Linked DNA regions of Ovis aries: region 2 is linked to region 1. Evidence: chromatin contacts called from public Hi-C data. All regions are on one chromosome and are shown on one strand. Each heading gives the region's core, a stretch centred on a gene start, on an enhancer-like site or on the middle of the called end of the contact. The rest is flanking DNA. Distances are from core to core; before and after follow the strand shown.

Region 1 (7,353 bases), core at 3,475-5,974:
GTTATCACGGACTCGATGGACGTGAGTCTAAGTGAACTCCGGGAGATGGTGATGGACAGGGAGGCCTGGCGTGCTGCAATTCATGGGGTTGCAAAGAGTCAGACACAACTGAACGACTGAACTGAACTGAACTGAGGTGTATTCTTCACCTGGAAAATTATTTCCAGTTTTGCTCTCTCCTTCCAAAATTCTAAATAATAACAAACTACCAATTTCCTTTATGGCAAAGTTAGAGCATTTTTTAGAGCAATGACAAGGGGCATTTGTATTGTTCCTGGGAACTGTGTACAAAGTATCAACACACCAAAACCTCTCTGCTGCTGCTGCTGCTGAGTCGCTTCAGTCGTGTCAGACTCTGTGCGACCCCATAGACGGCAGCCCACCAGGCTCCCCCGTCCCTGGGGTTCTCCAAGCAAGAACACTGGAGTGGGTTGCCATTTCCTTCTCCAATGCATGAAAGTGAATAGTAAAAGTGAAGTCGCTGGAGTGGGGTGCCATTGCCTTCTCCGAAAACTCTCTGACAAGGTACCAAAAGAAAATACTGCAAAGAGCAAAGGATGGTAAACTGAGATAAGTTAATTGGGGTTACAGTTTACTAAAAATCTAATTTAAGAAAAGACCATGTCACTGGTTGCTTTCTGCCTTCTAATTAGCCCAAAGTTCTGTTGTTGATCAGCTGATTGATTTGACCACAAACCATCTTGATAATTCAACTTGCATACTGCGTTTCAAACCCAGGTCTTCACATTCCAGGTTCAAAATTTACAACTCTACATCATGCTATACTGCAAATGGTCTTCTTTGAACTTCTAATGTTTACCCATTAAATGAAAAGCCTGTCAGTCTGTCCCAAATTGTAGTCTATTAGAATAATTTATATGCTTTACAAGTTCTACATAAATCCTTGCTCCAAAGATGCATGATAGGCCATTAATTACTCTTATTAAAAAGCAACACTGTCAACAGAAGTATTTAAGATACTGACCTTTGCCATCAAAGAATAATCCCCTCTAGTCAAAGATTTCAGAGATTCTCATATACACTTCTTTATATTTTAGTTTCTTTGAAATTGGGATTCATTAGATAGTTGAGTGACAAGAAAATACATTTAACCATCAGTCTTTTTTTTTAGCAATATATAATGCATGTAAGAATTAAAGATTTTAAAATTTAAAAAATAAAAAACTAAAAAAAAAAAAAGAGCATCTTATAATGGATGAAATCTTAGATTCAATGAAATACAGTGATATTTGCTTGTGTGTACTTTATAGATTTCCAGAAAAAAATCTGATGAGATAAAATGACACAAAGAAAGCTCATAGATCACAGTAGGCATAACTAATTTCTGGACAATCTCTAGCAAGTGGCCAGTCTGTTTTTTGGAAAGATCAACTGCCTTGCGTAATAGATGTATTTGTTAAACAAGAGGAAAGGTCAGCAGAATGGCACAGAAAGTACTGTTTGTGAAGTGGATTTTTAAATACTTCCAAAGATAAACATAGTGGAATTTTTTTCTCTCAAGTATCTTTCCTCTTATTATCCACATCAGGAACTGTTTATTTAGCATTGCTCAAACTTGATGTCCAAGACTTTAGTTCAACCTGCTACATTTCTAGAATTAAATAGGGAGGCTCAGAAGATTAAATATTGGCTTGGTTTTTGTTTAAGAAAACAAATTCACAGAATGTCCAAGTACTGGACATGAGAATCCAAAGAAGCATTTAGCCCCGGGAGCTATTAATTCCAGGAATCCTTTGCTAACATTACCCCAGTGGACGGAAGACTGAGTTTAAGGTAGTTCCTACCCACAGCTTCCATTTATTTTCTTTAATCTCAGTGAAGCTCTGGCTTCTTATCTGCAGCAAACCTTCTCTTTACAGTTCTCACAATTACTATGTTCTGTCTGTGGGGTTTTGTAAACTCTCAATTTACTTACCTTCTCTATCCTTTCCAGCATAATCTCAACACTACCTTCTCCATCCTCCTTTAGCACATCCTCCACCAAGTTCTCCATCCTTCTTTAGTACAAATTTTGCCCAACCCAGTGTACCTGCTGTGGGGACCAGCTAGCAAAAATTCTGGTTTAGGAGAAAGTCACTTTTTTCCAAAACTGAAATAAGTGACAGCATTAAGTGCTGTGCTGTGCTCGGTCTTGTCCAACTCTTTGAGATCCTATGGACTGCTGCCCGCAGGCTCCTCTGTCCATGGGATTCTCCACACAAGAATACTGGACCGGATTGCCATTTCCTCCCCCAGGCGATTAAGCAGAGTCCTTAATTTGCTGGTTAAGTCAAACTTCAAAGCAGTTAACTCCTTTGGAAAAAGTGAGATTTATGTGAGATGCTTGAAAAAGCTGTTGACTCTATTCAAATTACTACCAGGAAGATAAGGCTTAAGAGACAGGTTAACCTCACAAACAGTTCTCACCTTGCAAAGTTTCATTTGTAACCCAGTTGCTGGAAACTCAGAATATATTCTATTTGGCCAGTGGCTCTAGCTCTTTAGGGAGATCACAAACTTCTCTGCAAGAAATCAACCAACAAATGTGTATATACTTTTAGAGAGTTCAGATCTCAGATTAGGAAGTATGTGTGCTGGCCTGTACAGAACTTGGATCGTATTTATTACCCACTTCCTCAAAGAAGGAGAATATGGTGGTTCTGAAGAGAACCTTGGTGTAACACATTCAAAACTGGCTCCTTAGAAAGCAATATTTTTTTTTTTTCCTGGTAGTACTGATCCAATGGAGTTAAAGAGAATGAAAAAGACACTTCTTTTTTGGGGGGGCAGAGATAATTAAATAGGCCTCCCCGCCTCCCACACCCTCCACAAACTGAGGACTTTGGAATGGAGAGAAGGCAATGAGACAATGGGAAATGAATTTGGTTTTTAAAACAATGACCCAGGATAAAAGAAAGCTTTGAGTCGCCAGAATTAGCATACAGATTACAGGTTCTTCTGGGAAACTTCCGAAGGGGAAGTAAGCGATACCCAATCCAGGTATACAAGATGAATGCTCTTTCTTAAAATGAATTTGGGAACCTGGAAAGTTGGTTGACAGACAAGATATCTCACAGGAGCAGCTAATTCAGTCACAAAGATATATCATGTTCTTTCAAGGACCCTGCCAGAGTTCAGCGTGACATTGATCCAGCAGCAAGGAAGCAGGCTCTGGGTGATTTAAGGGATGAATGGATTTGAAAGGCATGCCTAATGGTTTCAAACCAACTAAGGCACCAGATGAAAAGCAGACTGTGCTTGAATCAGCGACTGCTTTTGCACAAGGTTATTTATGGGGAGGCAGGTGCATGAGGCTAAGGTGGTTTCAGGTGACAATGCAAATTGGAAAAGAGGGCCAGGAAAAGATGGGTGTGGGAACTAAATCAAAGGCCATCCTTCAACATCTGCTTTAGGTGTTTTGTAAATCTCTACCAAGATGTCAAGTCAGCATTTCATTTACACCCAGGAGAATGAGATTGCAAAGGGTAGGAGTGTAAGAAAAAAAAGAGGTGTATTTCTCCCTATTTCATCATAGAGCGCCTTGGTGAGATATTTAATAAACCCAATGCCTTTATATTGATTACTATCTTTTTGCTTCTGTTCAAAAATGCTGGGCATGTGTCCCAGTGAGGTAGAGGATAGCCACTCTATCACAGTTGAACTTCGAAACCATATTTGCTTAGTAAGGAGAGGCTTAATTTAAGATCCGGGAATGACTGGTTCCCAAATTCCCATCTAGATTCCAGAGGAACTTTGCCCTTTGGTGAGAGGCCACCACTTCCCTTTCTCACTTGAGGTTCCAGAGATGGGAATGAAAAAAGAGTTCACATATTTCAGCTTGACTCCAGCTGGGATCTCAAGTACTTTTGTCCTCCTTCAGGCACTGTGGAATCTCAGAAGACAACAGTCAACAGTAGGCTCAGAGAGTGTTTCTCTAATTATGGATCTGAGTTGGAAGAAAGTAAAATCAAGTTTCCAACACAATCTAAAACATGCTTATTTTGAGCTTGAAAACATCTCAAAGATGATCTTCTCATTTCTCCCTAGCAGCATCTCTAGATGCTAGTAAAGCTACACCTTTGTTAACCTCCTTGAAAAAAGAGGTATTGTGTTGAGATTACAAACAATGCAGAGCAGACAAGTAAGAATGGACTCACCTCTTTGGCGTGAGAACAAAAAGTAAGTAACTCCCAGATAAGTACATTCTTTGGAACTGAGCCCCAGATGCTTAGGAGATCTCACAGTCAAGGGGAAATAATCAGTATTTCTGAGGAAAGAAGGTCCTATTTCTCTCTATAAGCATGAAATAGGGATATTTCCTGATTTGTTACAGGTTTCCATATAAAAAAATGAATTTGCATTTTGCTTCATTTCCCCTAGATGCTACTTTAAAAAAAAAAAAAAACTAATTCCTAATCAACGAAGGAAAAGAATTCTGACTCAAATAATTACTATCTTTGGTTTCCCTGGAAGAAAAACAAAGCTAAAGTTTGTCATCTTTTGACTTGGGAATATCTTGTCAGCAGTTTATCAAGACACAAAATAACAATTCAGTACATGGAAACTATAAATAGGCCTGGAGGATCATTTAAAACCTTTCTTTGAGATAAATCTTTACTATTTTTTTTTTTTTTGTAGGAAATGATCCCCATGCATATTCTTCCTACAGTTTTTCATCTACAACTTCCATGCAGTTCCTGGCCTTAACAGTAGATGGCTCCACGTTCCTTGTCGTTGAAAGGGCTGGTGCATTCTAGCAGAAACAGTAGGTGCTGGTTTAGAAAAGTAAAAGGACAATTGGGAGTTCTGGGGGAAATTTTTTGAGAAATTGGCATGTGTGATTGTGGCAAATTACTGAACTTTGGAAGGTGGCATTGCTCATGAAATACAGTTGCAAACATACAAAGCCAGTCGGTCTTATTTCCTTACGTCTTGGGTGCTGTTTATGATGAGAATTAATTGTCATTTTCCCAGAGGAATAAAAATGATCTTCTGGATAATCAAAATCATCATCATCTAATTAAGGGCTGTCAAAAAGAGCTTGCTGAGATATTTGAAACTTTCTTTTTCTGGCCAATACATCAGCCACTTACACACATAGCTATTGAGCACTTAAAACATGACTCGTGCAATTTTTTTTGTTTTGTTTAATTTAGTTAAACTTAAGTTCATATATCCCCATGTGGCTAGTTACTGAACAGCACTGGCTACCATATTGCACAGCACAGAGATAAGTAGTGGAATCATCATTTACACATGATAGATTTCAAGTCAAATTACAGAATATCAAATGGGGAAGCAACCTTAACTAAAAGGGTTTATGTTTCTACACCCAATTTACCTCAGTAGGAAAATAACCTGATACTTAGGACATTTAGTAAACAAGTATAATTTTCTATCAACATGGTTACTGGGATAATACTATTTTTTTGACTGCAAGTTCTTGAAAAATTACCCTTATCTGCCACCCCTCCTCCATTCTTCCCTTTTAGATAAACAGAAGGATATTAGTGGTCTATAAAGTGCTTTCCTTTCTTACAAGACTAACTTGTGCTTTCTCTGTGTTACAGTAATTTTCATACCAGAGTTTCCTAATAAAATATGAATCAACTGAATGACTTCTAGACATAGACATACCTCGAAACAAAGTAATATACAGACCATATAAAGTAATATACAGACTTGTCAAAAGATTGATTTTAAGATGATCGGTTTTAATAGTAACACTAAATTAAAAGGTCAAAAAATTTTCCTCATTCAGCCTTCTTGAAAACTAGCATTTTTAAAAACACTTGTAGGAGAAAAACAAAAGGCAGTTCAGGCAAACAGTAAATCTTTACATAATTTTCATCAATAAGAAATTTCACTCTCCTGTCTTCATTTTTGTGTACCCAGAAAGTAGCTGAACATCTAACCACAGATCATTACTTCAGCCTTCATTCTTCCACAGCCAATAAATGGTACAAATGAATGAAGTGATAGTATAGCAAAATAAGTCAGCTAACACAGAGCTAAAAGAGACTCATAAATCATCTAGTGTGACAACTCATCAATTTCACAGATGTTGCAGGCATAGGGAGAGAAGGAGTGACTTGTTAGGGCTCCATACTGATTAGACCCCTCCTCTCTATTTCCAAGGCAGAAATCTGCCTATAGCACTTGGCTACATCTGTCATTCTAGGATGAGAGGGTTGCACAAATCTAATTTTTATAAATTTAACTGCAAACCCCAAAGTACAACTGAAGGGGAGGTAACATCTGAATTCAACCACCAAAGACAAAAACCTCATCAATCTTAAGTATTTTCAATATTATAATTCGTCTCCTTACAACCACACAAAATGTTGGCTTTTCCATTTATTATCTGTGGCATCAGAATCAAGATTCTAAGTCCCTGCTTCAGAGATGCCAGATTCTTCTCCCAAGGAAGGGAGGATACATTTCCTCATCTCTTGTTCAAGCAGATATTCTCTCTGGGGTCATCCGAATTCTCCTCCAAAGTCCAATTGTTCCAGGCCACCTCTGGAGATTGATGAAGTTGAACCCATCTTTTCCTCTGCCATATTAGGTACCTTACCAACATAGACCATCACCTAGCTTTGCCCTTTCAATTTTCTTAACCATTTCTTTTTTCTCCTAGAGAGGTGTTATTCAATTGATATGTTTTTGTCTATTGTAGCTTATTAGCTAGTAGCTATTTTTAGACTGTAAGAATGCAGTGTTAGTAATAAGCATGAATTATGGTAAATAATATTTAAATATTTAATATATGGATAAGAATAAATTAAATTTTAAAAAATAAATACAAATGGTTTATGATTTTCTACTCCAAAAGTCAGTAGGATCTCAAACATCAGATTAAGTGTCTAGTGGAGCATATAAAATAGAGCAAGACTGAAAGTGCACCAAGGGTGACATAAATTCTAAGACTTTAATAGTCCATTAGACCACTGGAAAGTACTAGGCTTAGTAGCCAGAAATGTTGCCACCTCTAGGAAAACAAAGGATTGACCAACATGTAGAAGGATGCCAACAAGAAACTTGCTAATCAGTAGCTGATCTTCTCCACTTTTTGCCTGACAGGTGTAACAGAGCATCAGCTGTGAACCCTGATTTCTGTCAAAAATGCCCCAGGTCCTCCCTGGCCCAACCCCCTCCTCCCTCCCCCCCAAATAAAATAACCATTAATAATAGGATCCAACAAGCTGCCACACTTTTTAATCTGTTACGAAAATCTCAACAGCCTAGCATTTATATTTTTATATCCTTTTAGAAGTCACTTCTACATTTGCCCTAAACCTCACCTGACTAGTTGTTTTCCTCCCAAATCTCTGATCGGGCATATACTCTGGT
Region 2 (7,353 bases), core at 1,231-3,730, 390 kb after region 1:
CAGACTTGTGGATATGGCAGGTGGAAGGAGAGGGTGAGACAAATTGAGAGACAAGCACTGCAATATACACACTACCATGTGTAAGATAAACCTCTAGTGGGAAGCTGCTGTAAAGCACGGGGAGCTCAGCTCAGTGCTCTGCGATGACCTAGAGGGGTGCGATAGGGATGGTGGGAGGGAGGTCCAAGAGGCAGGGGCTGTACATATACAAATAGCTGATTCAGGTTGTCGTACAGCAGAAACCAAGACAACATTGTAAAGCAACTATACTCCGATTTTTTAAAAAATCAGAAAAATCAGAGTCTGCACACACGCAGTTGGGTATAACTCTAAGCCAGTGAATCTCAAACGTTAGTGCCAGGAGAATCACCTGGAGTTCTTATTAAAACACAGACGTTGGGCTCCCCCCTTAGGGATTCTGATTCAGGAGGTCTGAGGTGGGGGTCCAAGAATTTGTGTTTCTAACACATTCTCAGGTAAAGTTCCTGATCCTGGTCTGGGAACCACACCTTGAGAACCAATAGTCTAAGAAATACCCCAAACAAATTCATGGCAGTGTAACTCTGCCTTTTAAGGTCACAGAAAAGAAGAAAATGAATCTCTGACTGGAATTTCCATAGCATTAATTTTCATCAGGACAGTAGTGAAACCTTCTGACATTTATATAAAACTTCCCATTTCTAAAGCCCTTTGATGCACACTGTCTCACCTGAACTTCCAAACATCCCTGTAGAGTACCTGTTTCACTCATTATAGGACACTGAGAAAACAGAGAGGGTAAGCAAGTTGCCCCAGTTTTCTTAGGTAGTAAGTGGTCAAGCCAAGATTTGGGTCATTGGCCTTCAGAAGTATTTCTGGGGTAGACTGTGACACAGGAATTGAACTCTGGGAGCATTAGGGTAAAATGTGAAATTCAGTTAAAATTAACAAAGCAAGGTTACTGTAGTCTCGCCATATCAATGTCAGAGGTTCTTTACCAATAAGTCAATATTAATTTCTTCTTACTCTGCACCATTTATAAAAGCTGAAGAATATTGGCATTCATAGTGAATTTAATTTTAAAAAACATCAAAGAAGCTCCTTTAAAAGGCTAACTAGAATGGAGACATATATATATATGTGTGTGTGTGTGTGTGTGTGTGTGTGTGTGTGTGTGTGTGTATACACACACATACACAAAGTCTGAATACAAAGGTCAGCAGCAACTGTGAACTCCAGGAAAAGGACACCACTGGGAGAAGAGGCATTACTTTTTAGCATCAGTTCCCTCATCCTCTTCCTACAGGGAGTGGATCTTTGATGTTTCCACCAGGTTAGCATCTTTGGATTTGAGAACCAGTAGGAAGCTCTGAATCACATGTATGGATATGAGAGTTGGACTATAGAGAAAGCTGAGTGCCGAAGAATTGATGCTTTTGAACTATGGTGTTGGAGAAGACTCTCGAGAGTCCCTTGGACTGCAAGGAGACCCAACCAGTCCATTCTAAAGGAGATCAGTCCTGATGTTAAAGCTGAAACTCTAATACTTTGGCCACCTGATGTGAAGAGCTGACTCATCTGGAAAGATCCTGATGCTGGGAAAGATTGGGGGCAGGAGGAGAAGGGGACGACAGAGGATGAGATGATTGGATGGCATCACCGACTCAATGAACATGGGTTTGGGTGGACTCCGGGAGTTGGTGATGGACAGGGAGGCCTGGTGTGCTGCAGTTCATGGGGTCGCAAAGAGTCGGACACAACTGAGCAACTGAACTGAAGTGAGGAAGCTCTGAATCTGCAGGAAGCAGAAGGAACTCCATGGTTGACAAAGTGCACAGAGATAATAACGATCGGACCCGAGGATGCGGTCCACAAATAGTCCCACCAGAATCCCCCACAGAAAGGATGAACCTCCTCCCTTGCTGTGCCCTTACACCCATGACCCAGGAGGATCCTACAAGCCCAGCGAGATGCTGAGTTCTGGGGCCAGGGGAGAAAACGCTGTCAGAACGTATTTTATGCACTTCATGACTACATTTGAATGTAACCCATTAGTGCCAGGAGGAGAGAGCAGAGCGACAAAGCCTCATCCCACAAAGCCACGACTAAGTTTCCCCAAAAGCCATCGACTTAACATAACCAGGCCAGACCCCCTCCGCAGAGTCACTCCACTGTTTTTTCCCAGAACAGAGAATCCATCCTGACATGGTCAGTGCTGAAGGAAAGAGAGACTGAAGGAATAAAGGCAGACAAGGGGCTGAAGGTTTCTGACTTTTAAAAGAACAGTAAGGAAACTCTACAATTCTAAGAATATCAGCACCTGTTATTTTTGAGTCAATAGCCATGGTACATTAAAGAAGACCACGTCGATTATTTTGAAAGATTACTGCTCAATATTTGAGAATTTAAAGCTAAAGATCCTTTCAAATCTCTACTGTAGCTTACACAAATCCCTCTGATAGGGCTTATCACAGACAGCTGGTCATGCACTGCAAGCTCACTGAGACCAGAAGCCAGAACGCAGTCATTTCTGTACACTGTACTTTAGCACCGTGACGGGCATAGCGGTGAGTACACTAATGATTGCATAAATGTTTGTTGAATGTCTAGTGAATCAGGGATGTAAGAGGGTGGGGAAAGAAGCGGGAAAGGAGGTACAAAGGGAGGAAGCAGGGAAGAGCGATGATAATGTGTGAATGATACCCTACATTGGAAAAAGTGCTATGAGTTGTATTGTGTCCCCCAAAAAGAGACGTTGATGACCCTGGTACCTGGAAATGACCCTGTTTGGAATTAGGGTCTTTGCAGATGATCCAGGTAAGATGAAGTCATTAGAGGGAGTCCTAATCCAATACAGCAGCTTCCCAGGTGGCTCAGTGGTAAAGACTCTGCCTGCCAATGCAGGAGATGCGGGTTCAATCCCTGGGTCAGGAAGATCCCCTGAGAAGGAAATGGCAATCTACTCCAGTGTTCTGCCTGGGAAATCCCATGGACAGAGGAAGCTGGCAGGCTACAGTCCATGGGGTCCTAACAGTCAGACTCAACTCAGTGACTAAACAACAGCAATCCAATATATCTGGTGTCCTTTTAGAAACCGGAAATCTGGACACAGACAGTCACAGAGGATGATGAGGGGAGGACATCCACATGGCGATGGAGGCAGAAACTGACTAAATGGATACAGATGCAAGCAAAGGAACCCCAAGGACCGTGAGCCACCACCAGGAGCTGGGAAGAGGCAAGAAAGGATTCTACTCAAAGTCTCAGAGGAAGCACAGTTCTGCTAATCCCTCAGTTTTGCACTTCTATCCCCCAGAACTGGGAGACAATGAATGTCTGTTGTTTGAAGCCACCTAGTTCGTGGGACTTTTTATGTAGCTTTAACAGACTAGTGCAGAGAGACTGTTCCATAGGTTTCTACTTATTGATCGTCTATTACTGTGGTTGACAAACTTTTCTTTTACAAAATATTTTAGGTGGCATGGGCTATAACGTCTCTGTCACAACAACTGAAGTCTGTCATGGTAACCTAACCGTAATCAGACAGTGCCTAAATATATAAATGTGTCTGTGTTCAAATATAAGTTTATTTTTTAAACACTGAAATTTGAATTACCTGTGTTATGTGTCATGAAATATTCTTTTGTTATTTTTCCCCCAACTATTTAAAAATGTGAAAACTTCTCTAGGCTTGCAGGCTGTACAAAAAGAGACAGTGGCCATATTTGGCCAGCAAGCTATAACTTGTCTACTCCAAGGTACAGATCTAGGAATCAGAAATACCTATCTCTAGTCCTGATTCCACTTATTATTCTTGCAACTTAATTAAATCATTGACTTCCATCTTCAAAGACTATAATAAATTTTTCTTCTCCACGTGGAAGTTCACAAGGATGAGATGAAAAATCATATATTTTAAAACACTTTGTATACAGTTAACCCTACTGATACTTGGATAGATTTAGCTCTGTCTCACTCTTCAGAAATATTAACAATAAGGTCAGGGTGATGATCAAGTTGACCGTGAGTCATGGAGCCAGGGCAGAAAGGAAAAAAGACCTAAGTCCCTTCAATCACCCACATCTTCAGATGGATCATGCAGGAGGAAAAGAAGATGCCTATCACACACAAGGGCGTGGGCAAATAAAGGACTTTCTGGGATAAACAGCATCTCCACTGCAATATACATCATCTTCTATGGTCACACTTGACCTGGGGCTAACTGCTGAACCAAGAATTTCTTTTAGGGAATGTTCTCAACCAGGACAGGCCTGCTGATGAGAGGCCAGAGCTCAGTTCCCTAGATTATCATTCTAAATAAACACTCTTCATCACTAAAGCTCCTTTGGCCATTCTTGAGTCCGTTGCTACAGTGCCAACAGCTGACAAAGCCATAAACATTACCCCACACACAGCACTTCGTCACATTCACCACCGCAAGGAATTGGAACCCTGCCACTGGGCTCCGCGGGGGCTGAACTAGAGCTGACAGCTCCAGATTTTCAGGTCTGGCACAAGGTAAAGCCAAAGAGAGCACCGCAGAAGAAAGAAAAAAGCTCACAGGAGGAAGTTTCACTTTTCCCACACAACAAAACAGGGCTGCAGACTTCCCTGGGACAGAGTGATTCCTTGAGGAGGCCAGAGCAGACCCTCCACATGGCTAGCACACACGAGTTGCGGTCATAAACAAGGATTTCACTCCAAATTAATTATTCTCATTCTCCTTTGTCCCTAAGACTGTATTTCCTTGATGTAGAGACAAGCGTGGTCACTAAACTTACTCTCAGCTCCTGACTCCTCGTACTCATGTTTGAAGTGAACAGGAGAGAATTCACATCTTTTGCCAACTCCTGGCTGCCACCAATATCTGGAGTTTCATACTCCTTGTTGTCTTCCTCTCCATCCCCATCCACCCTGGCATATCACTGTGCGTGTGTGTGTGCGTGCGTGTGCATGTGCGTGTGCGTGTGCGTGTGTGTGTGTGTGTGTGTGTGTGTGTGTGTGAAATGGATGAAGCACAAGCTGGATTCAAGATTGCTGGGAGAAATATCAATAATCTCAGATACGCAGATAACATCACCCTTATGGCAGAAAGCAAAGAGGAACTAAAGAGCCTCTGAATGAAGGTGAAATATGACAGTAAAAAAAATCTGGCTTAAAACTCAACATTCAAAAAACTAAGATCATGGCATCCAGTCCCATCACTTCATGGCAAATAGATTAGGAAACAATGGAAAACAGTGACAGACTTTATTTTCTTGGACTCCAGAATCACTGTAGATGGTAACTGAAGCCATGAAATTAAAAAATACTTCCTCCTGGAAGAAAAGCTATGACCAACCTAGACAGCATATTAAAAAGCAGAGACATTACTTTGCCAACAAAGGTCCATCTAGTCAAAGCTATGGTTTTTTCCAATAGTCATGTATGGATGTGAGAGTTGGACTATAAAGAAAGCTGAGCACCAAAGAATTGATGCTTTTGAACTGTGGTGTTGGAAAAGACTCCTGAGAGTCCCTTGGACTGCAAGGAGATCCAACCAGTGCATCCTAAAGGAAATCAGTCCTGAATATTCACTGGAAGGACTGATGCTGAAGCTAAAGCTCCAATACTTTGACTACCTGATGTAAAGAACTGACTCAATGGAAAAGATCTTGATGCTGGGAAAGACTGAAGGCAGGAGGAGAAGAGGACAACAGAGGATGAGATGGTTGGATGGCATCACTGATGGACATGAGCTTGAGCAAACTTCAGGAACTGGTAATGGACAGGGAAGCGCAGAGTATTGCAACCCATGGGGTCTCAAACAGTCGGACATGACTGAGTGACTGAACTGAACTGAAAATGGAAATAAGACAGCTTACCTGAGAGTACTTTGTAAGAATTTAAGAGGATGTGTGCTCCAAAAATAGTAGCTATTATTATTATTTCAGAGCATTCTGGACTTCTTCTCCAGCTTTGTCTCCAGCCATTCTTACTCTACAGGCTTCACAAATGCCTATTTACAGGGGTGTATCTGTGCCACTGGGATTCTCTGGTTGCTAAGATAGTAACGAATCTGCCTGTAATGTGGGAGACCCAGGTTCGATCCCTGGGTTGGCAAGATCCCCTGGAGAAGGAACTGACAACACCCTCCAGAATTCTTGCCTGGGAAATCCGATGGACAGGGGAGCCTGGCAGGCTAAAGTCCGTGGGGTCACAAAGAGTCAGACACAGCTGAGTGACTAACACACGCATACACACCTGTGCCACTGAAGTTCACAACGGTGCATGAGGAAGCAGAGGAAAGCTACAAGGTTACTTGAAGACTGGGCTCTAGCAAGTGGCTGGAGACAGGGAGGGGGATTGGCCCCTCCTCCCTCTAATGATCTCTGGTCTATCGTATGCTAGCAAATTTTCATGTCCCTGGCTGAACTAGGTGGATCATGACTCATACTGTGAATACTGTGCAGTCCTTGAGAGAAGAGAAAAGTGATACGAATGATCATTTTCAACACACATGGTTATGCTTGCAGGTCTGAATTATTGAGAAAATATTCCAGAGGCTCCTATAGCTCATCCTCTAGAAAAGCATGATATTTCAAGCAGCTAGAGAGAGAATACAATCAGGAAAAAAAATTAACTTGTAAAAACTACATGTCCGCCAGAGAAAACAATGAAAAACATGATACCATATTTAGTTATTTTGGAGGGCATAGGGTGGGTGGTTAAAAAGTACTGTTAGGCCCTGGTGGTCCAGTGGTTAAAAGTCCGTGCTGCCAACGCAAGGGGCACGGGTTCAATACTTGTTCAAGGAACTAAGATCCTGTCTGCCGTGTGAGCGAAAAAAAAAAAAAAGGAAAGAAAATTTCTTGAACTGAATAAAAATGAAAATACAACTCATCAACTAAAAAAAAAGTTATGTGGGGAAAGAAATTTTAAAAAATGATAAAGCACCATCCGTATTGATAATAAGATTCCCCCCTTCAGGGATTCCCGGGTGGCTCTGTGGTAGAGAATCTGTCTGCCAAAGCAGAAGACATGGGTTCGATCCCTGATCCGGGAAGATCCCACAGGCCTCGGAGCAACTAAGCCCTAGAGCCATAACTACTGAGCCTGTGCGTGAAAGCCCAGGAACTGCAACTACTGAGCCCGCGTTCTCAGCTACCGAAGCTCACGGCCCTAGAGCCTGCACTCTGCAACAAGACAAGCCACCGCAGTAAGAAGCCGGCACATTGCAACTAGAGAGTAGCTCCTACTCGCCACAGCTAGAGAAAAGTGTGAGCAGCAAAGAAGACCCATCACAGGCCAAAATAAAAATACATAAAGTTAAATTTTTTAAAAAAAGATTCCCTCGTTCAAAATTCTCCGGTAAGACAGTAAAGAAACATGGCC

What was found. Hi-C and Micro-C count contacts between places; a contact is called where the count stands out from the background.
Region 2: a Hi-C map of liver shows a contact between it and region 1, with 4 times the contacts expected there. The contact joins two enhancer-like sites. A contact is called at or near these places in 4 of 16 Hi-C or Micro-C datasets (liver, mixed tissues and tail adipose tissue).

Annotation. Positions count from the first base shown.
Region 1 is chr6:96,950,262-96,957,614 of ARS-UI_Ramb_v3.0, forward strand. The region is part of intron 4 of RASGEF1B (RasGEF domain family member 1B); the gene reads right to left. Among named protein-coding and RNA genes, the nearest start is that of TRNAW-CCA, 160 kb to the right of the region's middle. Within about 2 kb of position 4,725, at least 6 of the 54 cell types and tissues checked have an H3K27ac peak or open chromatin away from gene starts, as enhancers often do. A contact at or near this core is called in liver, where this site is marked.
Region 2 is chr6:97,343,196-97,350,548 of ARS-UI_Ramb_v3.0, forward strand. The region is part of intron 2 of RASGEF1B (RasGEF domain family member 1B); the gene reads right to left. Among named protein-coding and RNA genes, the nearest start is that of TRNAW-CCA, 230 kb to the left of the region's middle. Within about 2 kb of position 2,481, at least 2 of the 54 cell types and tissues checked have an H3K27ac peak or open chromatin away from gene starts, as enhancers often do. A contact at or near this core is called in liver, where this site is marked.